Regions from separate parts of the Macaca mulatta genome. Here region 1 is linked to region 2. The links are chromatin contacts, called in public Hi-C maps. All regions are on one chromosome and are shown on one strand. The core of a region is the stretch at or near the end of the contact, and the rest is flanking DNA. Distances in the headings are between cores, read along the strand shown.

The links. Hi-C and Micro-C count contacts between places; a contact is called where the count stands out from the background.
Region 1: a Hi-C map of blood shows a contact between it and region 2, with 3 times the contacts expected there. The contact joins the promoter of LOC114672855 here to the enhancer-like site in region 2. A contact is called at or near these places in 4 of 14 Hi-C or Micro-C datasets (CD4 T cells, blood, fetal cortex germinal zone and 1 more).

Annotation. Positions count from the first base shown.
Region 1 is chr15:125,327,002-125,334,189 of T2T-MMU8v2.0, reverse strand. It overlaps LOC114672855 (putative UPF0633 protein), which reads right to left and starts at 3,963. Exons shown (of 2, transcript XM_028835367.2): 1 at 3,693-3,963; 2 at 2,803-3,577. The coding sequence starts at 3,817. The coding sequence ends at 3,280.
Region 2 is chr15:125,230,343-125,236,943 of T2T-MMU8v2.0, reverse strand. All of the region lies in intron 2 of ZNF484 (zinc finger protein 484), which reads left to right. The region is part of intron 1 of LOC114672854 (a long non-coding RNA gene); the gene reads left to right. Among named protein-coding and RNA genes, the nearest start is that of ZNF484, 64 kb to the left of the region's middle. Within about 2 kb of position 2,218, at least 9 of the 40 cell types and tissues checked have an H3K27ac peak or open chromatin away from gene starts, as enhancers often do. A contact at or near this core is called in blood, where this site is marked.

The DNA.
Region 1 (7,188 bases), core at 2,714-5,213, 96 kb before region 2:
TTGGGAGGGTGATGCAGGTGGATCATTTGAGGTCAGGGGTTCAAAGCCAGTCAGCCAACATGGTGAAACTCTGTCTCTACTAAAAATACAAGAAAAAAAAATTAGGCAGGCATCATGGTGCACGCCTGTAATCCCGGCTACTCAGGAAGCTGAGGTAGGAGGATAATTTGAATGCAGGAGGCAGAGGCTGCAGTGAGCCAAGATAGTGCCACTGCTCTCCAGCCTGGATAACAGAGTGAGACTCCATCTAAAGACAAAAACCAAAAACAGAAGACAAGAAGAAAAGTTTGGAACTTCCTAGAGACTTGTTGAATTGTTGTGACCGAGATGCTCATACAGTGATATGGACAGTGAAATGCAGGCTGAGGTGGTCTCAGATGGAGATGAGGAACTTATTGGGAACTGTAGCAAAGGTCACTCTTGCTGTGTCTTAGCAAGGAGACTGGTGGCATTGTGCTCCTACTCTAGGAATCTGTGAAATGGGTCTTTAGAACTATATTTAGTTAACCATCGGCTAATTTCCAGATAAATAGTTCTGCAGAGGTCATATAAGGTACAAATAGCAGTAGATCAAGGGGGAGGATGATCTTGGGGACTCCTGAAATACACTGTAAATAACCCATATATCCCCCAATGAATAAATGGATATACAAAGTGTGGTATACATACATATGTACAAACAATGGAACATTATTCAATCATAAACAGGAATGAAGTACTGATACAGGCTACACAATGAATGAACCTCAAAAAACCTTAGAATCCTGCTAAGTGAAAGAAGCCAGTCACAAAAGACCAGATATTGGATGACACATTTATATAAAATGTCCAGAATAGGCAAATCTAGAGACAGAAAGCAGATTAGTGGTTGTCAGGGGTTGAGGGAAGGAGGAAATGAGGAGGGATTAAGTGAATTAATGCATGTTAACACCTTAAACTTTGGGCAACTGCCCAATCACACAGACAGTGCAGTCTCATTCATGGGTTTCAGGTAAAAACAAAGAGAAAAGCCGAGGCAGAAATACCAACATGTATGTTATTAAAAACATAAAACCTAAGTATATAGACAGACTACGTTCCTTAATGAGCAGATTCAATATTATAAGGTTGCCAATTCCCCTCCCACAATCTCTCAAAAGTTGCAAAGTAATGCAATGTAATGCAATTTTAATCCAAATGGCATGCTTATCTAGACAAGAAAAAATTGATTATAAAATTTATATGAAATAATAAAAATTTTCAAATGGAAGATTATTAAGGAAGAAAAGAGTGTGAAGACCCTGCTCTATATGGTAGAAGTCAAAGACAGCTACCATCAATTCTTTCCCTTCCTCAACACACATTGCTTCTCAAGAGGTGAGGAATAACTCCCCTCCCCTTGAATCTGGTTGCCTTGCGACTTGCTCGATCCACAGAATATGACATAAATTCCATTCTGGGAATTCTAGGATTGGGTTTTTTTGGGGTTTTTTTGTTTGTTTGTTTGTTTTTTTAAAGACAGAGTCTCGCTCTGTCACCAGGCTAAAGTGCAGTGGTGCAATTTCAGCTGACTGCAACCTCTGCCTCCCAGGTTCAAGAGATTCTCCTGTCTCAGCCTCCCGAGTAGTTGAGACTACAAGTGCATGCCACCACACCCAACTTATTTTTGTATTTATTTATTTTTTATTAGAGACGGGTTTCACTATGTTGGCCAGGATGGTCTCGATCTCATGACCTGGTGATCTGCCCACCTCGGCCTCCCAAAGTGCTGGGATTACAGGCATGAGTCATCGCGCCCAGCCCGATTTTATTTTATTTTTTAAAGAAACTGAAGCTTCTACTTCGGTCTCTTGGAAGCCTTGCTCCTGGGAAGCCCTTCCTTGAACCTAGTTGCCATTCCATTCCACCAGGCCACATATGTCTTCTCCAGGCAACAGTCTACATGAATTGCCAGTCATGTAAGTGAGTTCAGATGACTGTGGCCCCAGCTAACATTTGACTGTAATACATGTGAGAGGCCCCATGCAGAACCACCTAGAACCATGGAGATCAACCACCCTGCAGAAGCATGAAGTTAAGCTTAGGGGTGGTTAATTACGCAAAAATAAGTAAACAGAGCACTCCACCAGGTATTAAACATTATTACAAATATTATGTAATTAAAACAATACAGAACAGACCAGGGTTGACTACAAGATCAATGGGACAGAATAAAGTTACACAACCAATGCCTCCTGGTGACCACAGGGATTTGTCACAGATCTCATCACTTAGAAACCCTACAGCGGTTTCCCTGGTCACCTTCCAGTCACCTCTACACCTTGGCTCCTTTTAGCACTCCTCCCTGGCTTATCACTATATGGAATTACTTTATCTCTTTGTATTGTCTGTCACCTGCCACCATAATGTGAATTTCTAGACCTCCATAGCATCCAAAGCCCTAGAACAGTTCTTAGAACACAGAAGGTGCTTGACAAATATTTTCTGAAAGAAAAAGAAGATACTTCAATACCTCAGTTTATTAATGAAGTGGGGCTACCATATGGCTGCCTGAACAAATACAGCTTGACACTCACTTTCTTGCTAATGACTGAAGTGTATTAACTTGTGTAATCACACAACTACCCTATGGGGTAGATGCCCTTATTTCTCCATTTAGCAGATGAGGAAACTGAAGCACAGAGGGGCCAAGTATCTTGACCAAGGTCACACAGCTTTTAAGTGCCAGAGCCAGGACTCAGATCCTCACAGGTTTGGCTCCAGAGCCCCCAATTTAACCTCCTAACCTCTCTGCTTTACTGGGCTAAACCTTCACCACCTGGAACTCTCCAGGTGCTCGTAAGCGAGTGCTACCCAACTCCCATCACGAACTCGGAAGACCTGTCATTTTCTGAAATTTTCACAACTTCTAAGACACTAGTTATTGGGGAAAACTTCAAATTATTTAAATAATGAGAGGCGAATAACATTGCTAAACTCATGAACACTCTGTATTTAAAAACTCCACTGGAGATCAGGGCACACAGAATCTCTACTACTGATCCCTGACGCTGACCTTCCCCCAACCCGTCGGCCCACGGACCCCAGCCCTGACCCCACCTCCTCCCAGCATCTGACACAAGGATTCTCACCACACTCCCCAGAGACTCGCCTGCCCAGGGCCCCTCTCTAACCCCACATAGCTCAGGTCTCTGACCCAGAGACAGCATTACCGACCTCTCCTACTATCTATTTCCAGATTAGAGTTCCTGATCCCAGAGGTATTGTCTACAATAACTAGCTCTTACAACTATGTCCACTTCAGGAACCGCCCTGTGACGTCAGAACTTTGAGGCCGCCCGGCCAGGGCTGCACATGCTCAGTGAGGCCGGCGCCCGCCAGTAATAAACATGGCTCCCTAAAGCCGCTCGGGCTCAAGAGCAACATGGAGGCCTGCACTTCATCGCTCCTCTCTGGGGGCGGCCATACTGAGGAGGCATCTCTTCCGTGCAGGCAGGCTGTCCTGGGCACCTCAGAGATTCTCTCCAGCGGCAGCGGAAAATGGGCAACGGGTGGATTCGGGTCCAGATTCCGGCAGGAGGGAGTTTGGGATCGAGATCTGGAAAAAAGCATTAGACTGGAAGAGGACGCCATGGAGTCGGAGCCGCTGGCGGGGACAAAAACCTGGGGCTGGGGAAGGCGCCGGTGGGAGGCAAGGCGCCGAGGGACTTTACCCGCGGACGCGTCGCAGCCGTCTCCGCGCACAGTGGTGGCCATCGCGGCTGGTGCCCCAGTGTCGGCGTGTGCCGGGGGCTCCACTGGGACCCGGGTCGCTCGCCCTGAGTCTCCCCTTCCTCATCTGTACGCTTGGGACAAGAACAGTAACCCTCGCAAGTCAAGACAGGCCGGGCCTGTCGGGAGGGTCCACGCCTTAGAGCAGGCCCCTATCGTGTTCAGGGCCCTGAGATGGGGTCTGACTCAGTTCCTGCGGGGAAATTCACCAGTGACCCAGTGAGTGCCCTTCAGTTAAAGACCACCAGGAGCACACTTGTGGAAAATATAATTACATTGCAGCAAGGAATGGGGTACTATGGGTCATCTCAGTGGAAGGAGTTAGAGAGAAACTATTAAACGAGTCGGGGTTTAATTGGTTGATTTTCGATAGGGTCTCAGAAAGTGAAGATTTTAGATTGGATGCTGTCAGAAGTGGCATCAAGACTTTGTTTTTTATCTGCATTTAGACAACATTATAAAGTGCCCTTGTTTTTGTTTGCACTTACCACGGTCTCCGATTAACCTTCTGAAGTTGACATTATTCTGTGAGATTGTTTATATCCAACAGGAAAACAAAATGGCCTGGCCATGAGCATCAGACCGGCGTGTAATAACATTAAGGCCTAACTGTGACCCAAATATTGACAGAATTGAAATTAAAAATAGTTCTACAGTAATAGAGTCTTCAATACTCCGTTTAAAATAATGCATAGAAGCTGGACATGGTGGCTCATGCCTTTAATCTCAGCCACCTGGGAGGCTGCAGCAGGTGGATTGCTTAAAGCCAGGAGTTCGAGACTAGCCTGGGCCTTTTGGCCTGTTTCGGCTTTTAACGTGCCTTCCTCACTCAGCTTAATCATTTCTCACTTTTGATTTTTAATAAGAGATATGTGGCTCTTACTTTCACTTGAACACATAGAGGCCTTTGTAGAGTTATTAATTGGCATAATTTCAATATTGCTGTGTCTCAGAAAACAGGGAGACCTGAGGAGAGGGGGAGATGGAGGAAGGGCAGATTGATAGAACCATTTGAACACACATATGTATCAATTAAGCTCATTATCTTTTGGGGAGCATGGTTTGTGATGCCCCAAAACAATGACAATAGTAATATCAATGATCACTGATCACAGATCACCATAACAGATATAATAATAACAAAGCATTTCAAATATTGCAAGAATTACAAAAATGTAACACAGAGATACAAAATAAGCACATGCTACCAGAAAAGTGGCACTGGTAGACTTACTTGATGCAGGGTTGTCACAAACCTTCAATTTGTAAAAAATGCAATATCTGAGAAGCATAGTAAAGTGAAGTGCAATAAAACAAGATAAGCTTATATATGTATGCATGCACACACCAGTACACATCCACCTATCCACACACAAATCTTTGTACAAACAAATCCTGTATTTTCAAATCCAAGAATACATCATTTGCACCTTAAAAACATCTGTCATCCTTGTAGTGTCCTTTTCTGTCTTTGTTATCAGGGTAATGCTGGCCTCATAAAAAATGTTTGGAAATGTTCCCTCCTCTTCAACTTTTGGAAGAGTTTGTTAATAAATGGGATTAATTCTTCTTTAAACATTTGCTAGAATTCTCCAGTAAGCTATCTGGTCTTGGATTTTCCTTTTTCAGGAGTTTTTTGACTACTGACTCATATTTTTACTCATTATTTATCTGTTTTGATTTTCTGTTTCTTCATGTTTCAGTCTTAGTGGATGTATGTTTCTAGAAATTATATTCTAAGTTAAACAGTTGACACATAGTTGTTTAGAGTAGACTATTAATGTCCTTTGTATTTCTATGGTACCAATTTTAATATTTCCTTTTTTGTTCTAATTTTATTTATTTGAGATTTCTCTCTTTTTTCTTAGCTTAGTGAAAGGTTGGTCAATTTTTATTATCTTTTCAAAAAATCAACTTTTCATTTCATTGATCTTTTCTGTTGTTTTTCTGCTCTATTTCATTTATTTCTGCTATGGTCTTTGTTAGTTCCTTCTTCTAATTTTGGGCTTGATTTTTTTTCTTTGACGTTTATTGTTTCTTTGAGATCTTTTTTCTTCATTTAGTACTTATCTGTATAAACTTCCCTCTTAGAGCGGCTTTTGCTTCATCTCATAAGTTCTAGAATGTTGTGCTTTCATTTTAGTTTGTCTCAAGATATTTTATTTCTTTTTTGATGTTTTCTTTGATCTGTTGGTTGTTCAGGAGTGTGTTGGTTGATTTCCACATATTTGTCACTTTTCTAAGTTTTCTCCTGTTTTTAATTTTCAGTTTCATGCCACTGTGGTCAAAAAGAATACTTGGTAAGATTTCAATCTTCTTAAACTTGCTAAGACTTGTTTTCTGGCCTAATATATGACATATGTTGGAGAATGTACTGTGTATGCTCGAGAAGAATGTGTGTTTTGCTGTTTTGGAAAGGAATGTCCTGTATATCCGGTCCATTTGATCTATAGTGTAGTTCAAGTCAGCTGTTTCCTTATTGATTATCTGTCTGAATGATCAATCCATTGTTGGCAGTGGGATATGGAAGTCCCCTACTGTTATGTATTATTGTTGTCTACTTCTCTCTTCAGATTTGTTAATATTTGCTTTATATAATTAGGTACTCCAATGTTGGGAGAATATGTATTTGCAGTAGTTATATCCTCTTGATGAATTGACCCTTGTATCATTCTATAATGACTTTGTCTCTTGTTACAGTTTTTGACTTAAAGTCTATTTTGTTTGTTGTAAGAATAACTACTCTTTCTTTTTTGTTGTTCCCTCTCTTTCCTTTCAGTCTATGTGTGTCTCTGAAGGTGAAGAGAGTCTCTTATAGGTGGCATATATTTGGTTCTTGTTTTACTCTCCATTCAGCCACTCTGGGTCTTCTGTTTCACTAATTTGGTCCACTGATATTTGAAGTAACTATTGATAGGTGTTTTGTAGTTTCTTTGTTCTTTTATTTCTCTCTGGCTGTGCATGATTTGATTATTTTGATTATTTTCTGTAGTGGTATACTTTGATTTTTTGCTGTGTCTTTGTAGTAATTCTTTTTTAAACATGTGGTTAAATTCTCATTTGTGTATCTATTACATGTTTCGTCTTTGTGATTATCATGAGGCTTACATAAAACATCATATGCTATCATGTGCCATATAAGGATGTTTTGGTCAATGATGGGCCACATATACAATGGTGGTCCCATAAGGTTATAACATTTTTGTTTTATCTGTTTAGATACATTTAAATACACAAATGCTTATCATTGTATTACAGTTGCCTACAGCATTCAGTATAGTACAATGCTGTACAGATTTGTAGCCTGGAAGCAATAGGTTATACCATATAGCCTGGGTGTGTAGTAGGTGGTATTATCTAATTTTGTGTAAGTACACTCTATGATATTCACACCATGACAAAATTGCATAATGAGGCATTATTCAGAACATATCCAAA
Region 2 (6,601 bases), core at 969-3,468:
AGAACTGGAGACCTGCTGAATGGCGGAGCTAAAATAGCTGCAATGCAAACAGTGCTGAAACCTGCCCCTTGTTTGTCACATTGCAGGCAACGGAAAGAGAGCAAGAGAGAAGAGCTGCATCTCTTCTGAGAGCCCGGACCTAGGAACTCCCCCAAGCCAGGGCTGTGACACCCTCTTTAGGGCTCTGTGGGTTCCTGGCATCTCCAAGGTTCTGGGCGCCACCACATTCCCTGGTGTCAGCTATGGTATGCCTGGTCTAGCTGCAGGCCTTGCATGGAGCTGGCACCCGTGCCAGTGCCTGAAGCTGCCTGCCCACCACCTGTCACCCCCCAGCTGGCATGCCTGGCTGTGTGCAGTGGCTGGATCCCATACTTGCTCACACACCCCTTGCTGCTCCGTGCCTGGCTCATCCTTGGCAGACATGCCATCCAGGCTGGTAGTGGGAACTGAGTACAGCCTGCCAGGCCGAGTGGGTGGAATGAGACCAGCGGTCCAGAGCAAAACTCAGACGAAGGCACCACTGGCCACGGAGGTTTCTGGCTGGTGAAGTAACACCCCAAGGATCCCATAACAATACCAGATGGAAATCTGGATCCACACAAAGATATACTTTGCTACTGTTCTCTCACTTAGCTGACCTGTCACCTCTTGCCCGAGTCTCAGGGTTAGTAATGGATTTCATGGCTGTACACTTTGGTAATGAAGAACTCCATTATCACTGGAAGGGGAGTGATCCTTCTGTAGTGTCTGAGGCAAGACAGGACAATATGGAAGCCCAGCATGTCAAGGTCCAGGAGCGTGTTCAGTGGCCGGGTCTGGGGGCAGGAGGAAGAGAGGAGACAAACAGATGCAGGGAGAGCCCACCACCATGCCCCCACCATGATCACTCATCCTTCTTTGTAGTTAGGTCACTTCGTTGTATTACCTGGACATAACCTGTCTCCTTGGTTGATGGTCTGTTCTTTGGGAGACAGAGTTAGAGGCCACCAGACCCAAATTCTAATCCTTCTGCCTGATGTTGGGCAAGTCATTTGTGCCTTTGGAGCCTCAGTTCCTAATCCGAAGTGAATCTGGCAGTGGCCACCTCCCAGGGATGCTGTGCTACGTGAACTGCCTGAGTTGGGCAGCTGGGCCAGGCTCTAGGTCACTGTGAGATGCTGCAGCTGTGGCTGTACCCCGTTAGTGCTGGGTCTGGAATCCCAGCCTCCAACACAGCTGTGATTAAAGAATGCCTGGAAGGAGCAATGCAGGAGGAAGGAGAAGGATGAGAAGTTCGAAGTTGGCATCAGATGACTGGGGACTTGGCTTTCTTCTGGCTACTTTGGGCTCTGACACCTCTGACCACACACGCACCCTGAGCACTCACCATCTCCCGGAACTCAGTAGCCTGATGGCCCAGGATGACTGAGTGCCAGCAGATCTGGCAGGAACAGCTCGTGAATGGCATGGGTGGCCAGGGTGTAGCCCGGTAAGGGGAATGCTGTTCCCTCAGGAAAGCGGCCCAGGTGTCCTGGAGCAAAGGACTATGCTGGAATACCTTCGTGCCTGCAGCGTAGAGCTTGGCAGCCAAATGAATCCCTGGGGTTCCCAATATTTGGGAAGAGGCCAAAAACACAAGGAAACTCCCCGTGGCGTCAGGGTCCTGCTCGACACAGAATCTTGCTCGATACAGACAGAAGCTGACACGCCCTCCCTGGGGCTCCCAGTTCCTCTCCAGTCCGTTGTCACCCCCTGAGCAGGCCTCGGAAAAAACCTAGTCCGAGGATGTGGAGAGACGCGGGACCTAGTCCAGGCTGATGGCGCCCTCCGCGTTTCTCCGAGTACAGCCTATCCCCACCTCCGAGGCAGAACTTGGGGAAAATGAGGTCAAATGGAAGCTACTGGTATCGAGCCACACGCGTGGCGGCCTCCAAACACCCTTTCAAGATGGTTCGTGTTGACCCCGATAGGTCTTGTGATGGAGGGGCGGGCACTGGGAGTTGCTGGTCGACCCGCATGGAGCCCCACCACAGAGCATCCAGGCTGAGAGGGCAACAAGATCCTACTCCGAGCTTAATCTGCAGGTCCAAGCTCCCCCGAGCAGATGGGGAGCGAATGCTTTGCCAGCGGCCGGAACAACCCTGCTAACGCCAGGGAACCCAGTGCACAGTGGCCACCTCTCTCGCAGGAGCTCCAGAGAACAAGCGCAGTACGCAGTATCGGCCACCAGGTGGAGCCCGACAACCGGTGGAAACGGCCGCGGTCCTTATCCGGGTGCTTTTCTCAGACTCGGGCTGGTGGAGCGCGTCTGGCTAGTCTCGGAGCTCCCGACTTGGACCTCCCGGTCAGCACGACGCGTCCCCAGCAGCAGACCGGACGGCTGGCTGCTGCGAAGGGTACAGACTCTCCCCACGCGACTCCCGGTGTGGCGCCGGCCTCCAGAGAGGACGTGGAAAATGTAACCGCGAGCCTGCGGGCCGGGCGCCATGCCTGGCCGGGCTCTCCAGAGCCGCGCAAGCGGACTTAGAAAATACTGTGCCCTCAAGTGTGGGCTGAAAAACTGCAACCATGAAAGGCTGGTTGAAAACACTTTCATTCTAAAATTTCTGAGCAGGGAAGATCTTTAAAGCATAGAACAGAGCCCGTCACGATGGTTCACGCCTGTAATCCTAGCGACTTGGGAAGCTGAGGCGAGAGGATGACTTGAGGCCAGGAGTTTGAGACCAGCCTGGGCGACATAAGGGGACCGCTGTCTCTTAAAAAATAAAGAGGCATGTATTCAGCAAAGACAGCTCGGAAGCCATCAAGGACGTGATTGATCAACTTGACCTCATAAAGTTTAAAGAAAATTTATCTCTGCATGTACCAGGACAAAGTCAAATGGCAACAAATGGCTGTGGGGAACATTGGGGTGCAAATACATGTGTGATGATAAGAATACTGATTTCATCATTACTTGTAATAGAAAAATAAAGAAAACATAGCCATTAAGAGGAGCCAGGTTTAAAAATTCTGGTACATCTATACAATACCATTAATTTATGTTTTGGTTTATTTCTTCAGTAAGGTAGACTTATATGTATTAACATGAAAAGATGTTCGTGATGAAATAGTAAATGAAAATAGCAAAATCATGAGAATGCAAACTAGAATCATAGTGTGATACCATGCCTTGGACAAAATATTCTTCAAAAGTGAAGGAGAAATAAATACCCTTTTTTTTTTTTTTTTTTTGAGATGGAGTTTCTGTTGCCCAGGCTGGAGTGCAGAGTGCAACAGTGCGACATTGGCTCACTGCAACCTCCACCCCCAAGGTTCAAAGTGATTCTCCTGCCTCAGCCTCCAGAGTAGCTGGGATTACAGGTGCGTGCCCGGCTAATTTTTGTATTTTTAGTAGAGGTGAGGTTTCACCATGTTGGTCAGGCTGGTCTTGAATGCTTGACCTCAAGTGATCCACCCACCTCGGCCTCCCAAAGTGCTGGGATTACAGGGATGAGCTACTGCGACCGACCAAGACTTTTGTAGAAAACGAAAATTGAGGCAATTTGTTGCTCGTAGACCTGCCATGCAAGAAATGTTGAAATAAATTAAAAGAAGTTCTTCAGAGAAAAGTAACAAATTTGGATCTACATAAAAGAAGAATATTTTAAAAGAATAAATGAATGTCAAATAAAAACTTTAAGTTTTCTTATTTTTCATTGATATAGCTGCTAATAATTTGTTCAAAATAACGATAACAATAATTATTAGATGATTATAATTTAACAATAAGTGAAATGAATGATAGCAATGATATAAACTGTAGGAGGGAGGAGTTAGAAATATTTTGTTATTGTAAAATACCTGCACTACTCATAAAGTAGTATAGTATTACTTGAAAGTAGACTTGTATTGGCCAGGCGCGGTGGCTCACGCCTATAATCCCAGCACTTTGGGAGGCTGAGGCAGGCGGATCACGAGGTCAGGAGATCGAGACCATCCTGCCTAATGTGGTGAAACCCCGTCTCTACTAAAATCAAATACAAAAACAAATTAGCCGGTCGTGGTGGCGGGCGCCTGTAGTCCCAGCTACTAGGGAGGCTGAGGCAGGAAAATGGCGTGAACCCCAGAGGCGGAGCTTGCCGTGAGCAGAGATTGCACCACTGCACCCCAGCCTGAGCAACAGAGCGAGACTCCATTAAAAAAAAAGAAAAGAAAAGAAAAAGGTAGACTTGTATTAATGGTAAATGTACATTGCATAATCTAGGACAACCAATAGAAAGGCTTTTTAAAAGTAAAAAGAAAGGAAGAATTTACATGCTTAAACGGGAGAAAATGGAATCTCATAAAATGCTCCATTAAAACCACAAAACTCAGGAAAAGAGTGGAAGGCAAAAATAGGAAGAAAAAACAGGACAACAAATAGAGAATAATAACAGACATGATAAATATCAATCCAACTACATCTGTAATCACCTTTAATATCAATGGTCTACATACACTAATTAAAGAATGAGTTCATCTCAATGGATCCCCTACAAAAAAGACGCAACTATACTTTGTCTGCAAGACACTCACTTTAAATGCAAAGACATGCAAATTTGAAGTAGGAAGTGGTAAAAACATAGAAGGCCAACAATAATTAAAGCTGAAGCAGCTGGCTGGTCGCGGTGGCTCACACCTGTAATCCCAGCACTTTGGGAGGCCAAGCCAGGTGGATCACAAGGTCAGGAGTTCAAGACCAGCCTGGCCAAGATGCTGAAACCTTGTCTCTACTAAAAATACCAAAAAAAAAAAAAAAAAAAGGCCAGGCGTGATGGCAGGCGCCTGTAATCCCAGCCACTCGGGAGGCTGAGGCAGAGAATTGCTTGAACCCGGGAGGTGGAGGTTGCAGTGAACGGAGATCGTGCCACTGCATTCCAGTCTGGGCAACAGAGCAAGACTTGTCAAAAAAACAAATAATAAAGCTGAAGCAGCTATATTAGTTTTCAGACAGAGTAGACTTCAGAGAGAAAAGAACAATTCTGGATTAATATAGGCATTACATGATAACAAAAAATGAATTATCTGAGAAAATACAACAATTCTTAATGTGTATACGCCTAACAAGAGTGTTAAAATACATGAGGCAGAAAAACTGATAGAACTGCAAGGATAAATAAAATAATCCATAATCATAGTTGTAAACATCAACACCCTCTATCAGAAATGGACAGATCCAACAGATAGAAAATCAATAAAATATAGTTGAACTAAACAGCATCATCAAACAACTGGATGTAATTTACATCTATAGTCTACTTAGTCTAACAACAGCAGAATACATATTCTTTTCATGCTCATGTGGAACATTCACCAAGATAGGCCACATTCTGGGCCATAAAGCCCATTGTAACACATTTCAAAGTATAAAAACCATACCATATCTGCTCTCTGAAAACACTGGAACCTAACTGTTATGCAAATCAGTAATAGAATGATAGCCGGGCAATTTCAAAATATGTGGATATTCAGAAACACACTTCTAAACAACATAAGAGTGAAGAAGAAATCTCAAGAGAAATTAAAAAACTATTTGCACTACATGAAATGGAAATACAAATAATGCCTTCAAGAAGTTTCTCACTTCCCCTATGGGAGCGTGTGTCTTCCCTACAGACATCAGTCAAAGCTGGACAGGGAGCCTCCAGGAAGGGTCTCTGACATGGCTACAGTTTTGTGTGGGGCACAGTTGCATGCAGCACTCCCTGAAACATTTCTCATTCCCAATTAGGTAGCTGAGACTAGTCATGGAGGCCAGGGAGGGCATCCCTTCCTCCTGATGGACTGAGCGGGGATTGGTCATAGGAGGCACCCTGCAAAATTGTATCTAAACCCCTCTCTGGAGGCCAGGATAAATCTGAATGGGCCATGGAACTAGGGAGATCCTGGATGGGAGCCAGTGGTCAGGAAGGCCTTGGGGACTGCTTAGACGGGGCCAGGTATGAAGGTCTCAGAAGGGTGCCTTGTTGCATGGGTCTGGTTGGCCTGTCGAGTCTCCAAAAATGTTCGTAAGACTCCTGGTTAGGAGAGACTACTGCACGTGGCTATAAAGTAAAGGCCCCAGGGATGTGCCCTACTTTCCACTCCAGTCCAAAGCACTGCTGGTCATCAGAGGCACCAGAAAATAAAGGGCATCCATACTGGAAAAGAGGAAGTCAAATTGTCACTGTTTGCAGATGACATTAAAAAGAAAATTTAAGAATTTCTTAAATAAAAATGGAAACACAATATACCAAAATTTATGTTACATAGCAAAAGCAGTACTAAAAGGGGTAGTTTATAGAAATAAATCCCTATATAAAAAGGTAGAAATATTTCAAATATAATGATGCACCTCATGGAACTAGAAAAGCAAGAATAAATCAAACCCAAAAATTATAGGAAGGAGAAATACTAAAAATCAGAAAAAAATAAATAAAATTGAGACTGAAAATATGAAAGATCAACCAAATGAAAATATTGTTTTGAAAAATAGACAAAATCAACAAATCTTTAAGTAGACTAAGAAAAAGAAAAAACGGAATAGAATCAGAGGTAAAAAGCAGACATTACAACTGATGAAACAGAAATAACAAAAGATCATTACAGACCATTATGAACA